Regions from separate parts of the Zea mays genome. Here region 1 is linked to region 2. Evidence: chromatin contacts called from public Hi-C data. All regions are on one chromosome and are shown on one strand. Each heading gives the region's core, a stretch centred on a gene start, on an enhancer-like site or on the middle of the called end of the contact. The rest is flanking DNA. Distances are from core to core; before and after follow the strand shown.

Region 1 (3,438 bases), core at 855-3,354, 310 kb before region 2:
AACACGCAGCAGGCCCCTACCTGGCACGCCAACTGTCGGCGTTTCGAGACCGGGGGGTCCCTAAGCCGACGAGTGAATGTCGCCGCGTGCCCCAGCCCAGATGGGTCGACGCGAGGCCGAGCGCGAAGGGGGGAAGTGAGGTGGCCGGAGACAGGCGTGAGAGAGGTGGAAATCCCGCGGCCTTCGTGTTCGTCCCGCGCCCAGGTCGGGTGCGCTTGCAGTAGGGGGTTACAAGCGTCCACGCGGGAGAGGGAGCGAGCGGCTTCAAGCGAGCGCCTGTCTCGTCCTCGTCCCCGCGCGGCCCAACCATCTCTAAGAGGGCCCTGGTCCTTCCTTTTATAGGCGTAAGGAGAGGATCCAGGTGTACAATGGGGGATGTAGCAGAGTGCTACGTGTCTAGCGGGGGAGAGCTAGCGCCCTAAGTACACGCCATCGTGGCGGCCGGAGAGGTTTTGGCGTCCGGTTTGTGTGATGTCGTGGCCGTCGGAGGAGCGCTGGAGCTTGGCGGAGGGACAGCTGTCGGGGCTGTCGAGTCCTTGCTGACGTCCTCTTGCTTCCGTAAGGGGGCCGAGAGCCACCGTCGTCACAGAGTATGCGGGGCGCCATCATTGCCTATCTGGTGGAGCGAGCCAGATGGGACGCCGGTCTTGTTCCCCGTGGCCCGAGTCAGCTTGGGGTAGGGTGATGATGGCGCCTCCTGTTGACGTGGCTGATCTGCGCCCTAGGTTGGGCGATGTGGAAGCTCCTCCGAAGCCGAGGTCGAGCCTGTCTTCCGTGGCCGAGGTCGAGTCCGAGCCCCTGGGTCGGGCGAGGCGGAGACCGTCGGCTGAGGCAGGGCGGAGTCCGAGCCCTGGGGTCGGGCGAAGCGGAGTTCGTCGTCTTCTGGGGCTGAGCCCAAGTCCGAGCCCTGGGTCGGGCGGAGCGGAGTTCGTCGTCTTCTGGGGCTGAGCCCAAGTCCGAGCCCTGGGTCGGGTGAAGCGGAGTTCGCCGTCTTCCGGGGCTTAGCCCGAGTCCGAGCCCTAGGTCGGGCGGAGCGGAGTTCGCCGTCTTCCGGGGCTTAGCCCGAGTCCGAGCCCTGGGTCGGGCGGAGCGGAGCTTCCTATGGCGCCTGCGGCCGGGCCTGACTGCCTGTCAGCCTCACTCTGTCAAGTGGCACCGTAGTCGGAGCGGCGCAGGCGGCGCTGTCTTTCTGTCAGGCTGGTCAGTGGAGCGGCGAAGTGACGACGGTCACTTCGGCTCTGTCGGCTGAAGGGCGCACGTCAGGATAAAGGTGTCAGGCCACCTTTGCATTAAATGCTCCTGTGATTTGGTCGGTCGGTGCGGCGATTTGGTCAGGGTTGCTTCTTGGCGAAGACAGGGCCTCGGGCGAGCCGGGAATACGTTAGCCGCTGGAGGGGGGCCTCGGGCGAGGCCGAGATCCTCCGGGGTCGGCTGCCCTTGTCCGAGGCTAGGCTCGGGCGAGGCGTGATCGTGTCCCTCGAATGGACCGATCCCTGACTTAATCGCACCCATCAGGCCTTTGCAGCTTTATGCTGATGGGGGTTACCAGCTGAGAATTAGGAGCCTTGAGGGTACCCCTAATTATGGTCCCCGACAATTATGGTCTAAATGATTGTTAAATAGTAAAAAAAGATGGATGACTAAAGTACTAGTTCATGCTTGAGCTAGACTTATATTGAGTATTTTATACTCACGAGTTAACAGGTATGGGTGAAGGCGGAACGTTATAAATACCTGTTTACCCGTTGCGTGAAGATTTTTTTCCAATTACAGAACAACGGGTAAAATATTTAGCCCACATACATACCCTAAGGACTACTTTGGAAACCTCAAATCTTTTTCGGGACTAGAGAGGATTGGAGTGAAAATAAACTAATTTGCTCTTTAATTTTCTTCAATCCCAAAAAGAATTTGAGTTTCTAAACTACCTTTAATAGAGTAAATATCCATCGGACATGTGGTCGCGGTACCATTGCCATCTGTACATTGTTGCCCGTGTGGTGTCGGCCTCGACCGTCGCCGACGCCGCGCATCCAGCGTCCCTGTCTACGTTACCGACTCCTCACGCTGGCCGGACCACGTGCCCCCACGTCTCGCCGTCCCCGGTTCTCATCCACCCCGAGCTCCCCCAACGCGTTTTACCACAGACCAATAAGTGGCCAATCCCTCGCTGCCCCCACACTCCAGAAGTCCAGACCAAAGCTCTAAAGTCCAATCCCTCGCTAGCCACTTGCCATCTGATCAACCAGCCAGCCGATCTCAGCGATCCGCCATGGCCACCGCGTATTACGAGAGGCCCCGTGGCGGCGCCGTCGAGGAGGCGGACGACTTCGATGAGTTCGACCCCACGCCGTACGGCGGTGGGTACGACCTCGCCGTCACCTTCGGTCGCCCGCTGCCACCGTCCGAGGAAACCTGCTACCCGTGCTCGGCGCCCTCGACCTCCTACGACGCACCGCACTACGCCGCCTCCGAGCCGTCCCCCTACGGTCACCACGCCAAGCCAAAGCCCAACTATGGGTTCCGCCCCCAGCAGGAGCAACAGCCGTCTTACGGCAGCGGCTACGGATCCAGGCCCGAGCCCGCTGCGGAGGAGGGCGGTGGCTATGGATCTGGCTTCGGATCCGGGTATGGGAGGAAGAAGCAGGAGGAGGAGAGCTACGGCTCTGGATATGGGAGGAAACCGCAGGCGGAGGAGAGCTACGGGTCCGGCGGGTACGGCTCTGGCTACGGCGGTCAGACCCGGCCGGAGGAGAGCTATGGGTCAGCAGGGTATGGATCTGCCAATCCGCAGGCTGAGACATACGGCTCTGGCTACGGGAGGAAGCCACAGGTAGAGGAGAGCTACGGATCGGAGTATGGGTCTGGGTTCGGGAGGAAGCCGCAGATTGAGGAGAGCTATGGATCGGGGTACGGGAGGACGCCGCAGGTTGAGGAGAGCTATGGATCTGGTTACGGGAGGAAGCCTCAGGTTGAGGAGAGCTATGGATCTGGGTACGGCAGCAGGCCGCAGGGTGGGGAGGAGTATGGCAGTGGTGGTGGTGGGTATGGGAGGAAGGCACAGGAGGAGACCTATGGCTCCTCGGGGTATGGCTATGGCAGGAAGAACGAGGAGCAGAGCTATGGTGGTTCTGGCTATGGTTATGAGAAGAAGGCATCTGAGGAGGACGAAGGTGCCTTTGGCTCTGGTGGTTACCGGAAGCCAAAACCCTATGACGAGGAGACACAGGGTTCATACGGTTATGGAGAGGAGCAGCCCAAGTATCAGAGTGGCGGGTATGAGAGGCCGAGCTATGGTGGGGGAGAGGGGTACTATGGCCGCAAGAAAGATGTAAGATCCTTTCTCCCTCTTTGGTTTACCTATGTGAATGTGAATTCATTTACTTTATAGTGGTTGAATAACTGCTTATCCTTCTAATCCTTGAATAGGATGGCCTT
Region 2 (3,384 bases), core at 635-3,134:
GATCATCCCATTAGAATATGGTATTTTAAGGACTAGGTATGCGTAATAGGGGATTGCCATGAACTTGGTGAGCCTAGGTCTTTCGATGATTGCATGATGTGTCGCGTCAAAATTTTCCACCTTGAAGTGCAAAAATTCTATGCAGAAGTTTTTCTTGGTGCCAAATATAACAAGCAGAGTGATCTACCCTAGTGGAATCATGGACTTGCCCGGGATAATGTCGTAAAATGGCACAAGACTCAACTTCTATGATTTCCGATAGCCCCATCTTCCTGAAGGTTTCGACGAAGAGAATATTCAGACTACATCCACCATCAATGAGGACTCAGTGGAGTCGTGTGTCGCCAACTGTTGGATTCAATATCAGAAGATACCACCCTAACCGTGGCACATGACCAGAGTGATTAGATCTGTCAAATGTAATCGACACATTTGACTAGTGGAGGAACTCTGGTGTGGCCGGCTACACAGAGTAGACGTACCTCATCTCCAACTATTGTTTTTCTCTTAGACTCGTACGAGTCGGGGCTACCAATGATATAAATGATGGCTTGCATTGGCTTTAGGAACTTGCCCCGGCATCATCGTCTGAGTCGTTATTGTTGGTGGTTTTGGAGCTTTTTGGCTTTAGGTCTTCTGGTTTAGACTCTTTCAGAAGTTTCTACTCAAAACCTCTGATGTGTCGGCACTCTTGCATAGTAGAGTGCGTAGTATGCTGACTCTGTGGATGGTACGTGCATCTCCCCTCCATTAATGTTATAGTATTTGAATGTAGTTAAATAGTTGGGAATAATGCAAACATTAATGTTTTAACTTTTAAATATGCTTGCTATAAAATGTATTTTATAATTAATATAATAATATGTGTTTGATGTCACAAATATTAGTGTTTTTTTTTCTTGAACATGATTTATTGAAAGACGATTTTTTTAAAATAAACCTATTTGACTCATCACTTCAGCTGGCAACGTACCTAACGATGACTGAAGGCTAGAAGATTCGAAGTTTACCTTAACCGTCGGATCCGTGGAATCGTCGAGAACCTGTACGATCACCCTATCCGACGGCCACCACATCCCGCATGCTGCTTCAATGGATAGCTTGTACACCTGCGCGCACACAAAAGAAAGGAACGGTACGGCATTATTTGCATTGCGTTGGTGCCGATGTGCCGAGGCGCCGCCAATGTACTGAGAGAGTGGACACGGACCTCCCGTTCGTTGTACATGGGGATTTGGACGAGCACCATGGGGTAGCCGACGCTGCAGCCGGCCTCCTCCTCGTCCCCGTCCACCTCGGCGGTGGGGCCGGCAATGGGGCACGGCGCCCGCCGGGGCAGAAGGCTGGCGGCGGCCAGGAACACGGCGTCGGCGAGGAGCATGGCCGACAGGGCCAGGCAGACCCACGACGCGGCGGCCAGCGCCGGCGCCACTGCCGCCGCGCGCGCCGCGTCCCACGCGGCCCGCAGCGCCTCGCCGCCTGACGACGGAAGCAACCGGCGCGGAAGCAGGGTCGTCGACCCGTCAAGGTCGAGCCATGCTCCCGCCACCGCGGCTAAGGAGGCTATTGCCGCCGTACCGGCCATTGCTCACGCCTTCCCGCACGCGCGTCCGCGTCCGCCTGCCCTCTCGGCCTCTCCGGTGCGGCCTGCGGCCCTCAGGAGCTGCAGCCTGCAGCTTTTGGAGACGTTGTCGTTGCTTTTCCTGGGTCGCGTCGGTGGCTCGGTGCGGGAGGTGAGTGATGACTGATGAGATGAGTGATGAGGCTAGTGGTGGTGCAGTACAAGAAGCTCACGAGATGATCGCTCTGATTCGCCGGCTTAACCACAGCTTTGATTTCCGACATGTTAGCCAACGCGCACCAGACCCCACAGTTCAGTGTTGAGGGCTAGTGGCTCACTACCTCTTGCGCTACGAGCATCACGCTCCTTGGCCTACTTGTTGCCTTGTTGGTCGGTATCACGTATCGGTACCGCCCGTGGGCCCAGTGTCTGTTTGCCGGCCCCAGTGTCGCTTCCGTCCGCAGTTCCTCGAGACCACAACGCATGGCAGGCTTTGTAGTCATTGGCCCATCAGCAACAGCAACCCAAGGCCAAGGGATGAGAGGAAATGCCAAGAGCGAACGTGTTCGTTCGTTCGTGGTGGTTGGCTTGCTGCTGCCGCCCGACGAAACGTCGCCGTCGCGGCCGCGCCCCCATCCCGACCGGCCGGCCGGCCGGCCACGAATGGTATGGATGGACGGGCCAGAGCTTTTGATGCCCCCGTTTTTGGATGCTCCCTCGTCGTGTTTCTGGTGCCCAGCAACAATGATATACGGCGAAAATAAATCAACCACCACACACACCTCCCCTACGGTGGTACCCCTTGGGTCGCGCACGGAAGGAGGATGCACAGAACAGCTCAGCCGGACGCATCCGTTCCGTCCCGCATGCACGTGCACGAGAAGATGACGAGTCCAGAATGTTTTGTTTCTGAATTAAAACAGCAGAACTGGTTATTTTTTCAAAACTACGCATTATGTTCAGAAAAAAACACTTTTGCCACACTCCTGCGGAGCTAGTAGACTGCATTGTTCATTCAGTAGAATTTAAAAAAGGAAATGCTACTGGAGATAGCCCGCCTACGAGGCCTTTTCTTCCGCTCGAGAGGCTCCTAAGGTGACGAGAAGACCAAAATATCACATAAACAAAGTGGGAATAGACTTTTTTTCGAATTTCTTTTACAACTACTCCCTCCGTACTAAAATGATTGTCGTTTTCACTTTTCGAGAAGTCAAAGATTTTTAACTTTGACCAAATATATATAACAAAATATTAATATTTATAGTAGATAATTAGCACCATTAGATAGATCTTTAAATCTATTTTCTTAATAAACTTATTTGGAGATACAAATATTGATAATCTTTCCTGTAAATCTAGTCAAACTTGAGAAACTTTGATCGTCATGAATACCATAGTGACAAATATTTTGGGACGAAGGGACTAGATGCAATGAACTAGAGCAATACGTAGACCACATACATTTGTTCGTAACTTGCGCATAAAATTGCATAGCTTTAAACTCTCTCTCTATCTCTCTTTATATATATATACCTAAAAAATTGAACTATTGAACTATGCCTATAGAGTTATAGCTCAAACCAAATTTGAACATACTACGTGGTTGGAGTTGAAGGTGTCCTCTTGTAAGCCTGAAAACCATTTGGACCAATGTTGGAGGATAACATAAAACTGAGGTATGGAGCAACGGTGAAGGATAAGATAAAAGTGAGGTATGGATGAGAGAGAGAAAATAGATAACAAGATTTGAACTATCAATATATTGAAAGAAAACATTATACAATAACTATTGCACCACACATGTCTTCGAGGTATGGTAGCTC

Evidence for each region. Hi-C and Micro-C count contacts between places; a contact is called where the count stands out from the background.
Region 1: a Hi-C map of leaf shows a contact between it and region 2, with 5 times the contacts expected there. The contact joins the promoter of LOC100191540 here to the promoter of LOC103629938 in region 2.

The regions. Positions count from the first base shown.
Region 1 is chr6:124,380,867-124,384,304 of Zm-B73-REFERENCE-NAM-5.0, reverse strand. LOC100191540 reads left to right here and starts at 2,104. Exons shown (of 2, transcript NM_001136971.1): 1 at 2,104-3,331. The coding sequence starts at 2,273.
Region 2 is chr6:124,075,376-124,078,759 of Zm-B73-REFERENCE-NAM-5.0, reverse strand. LOC103629938 (probable glucomannan 4-beta-mannosyltransferase 3) reads right to left here and starts at 1,884. Exons shown (of 9, transcript XR_004850286.1): 1 at 1,211-1,884; 2 at 1,011-1,109.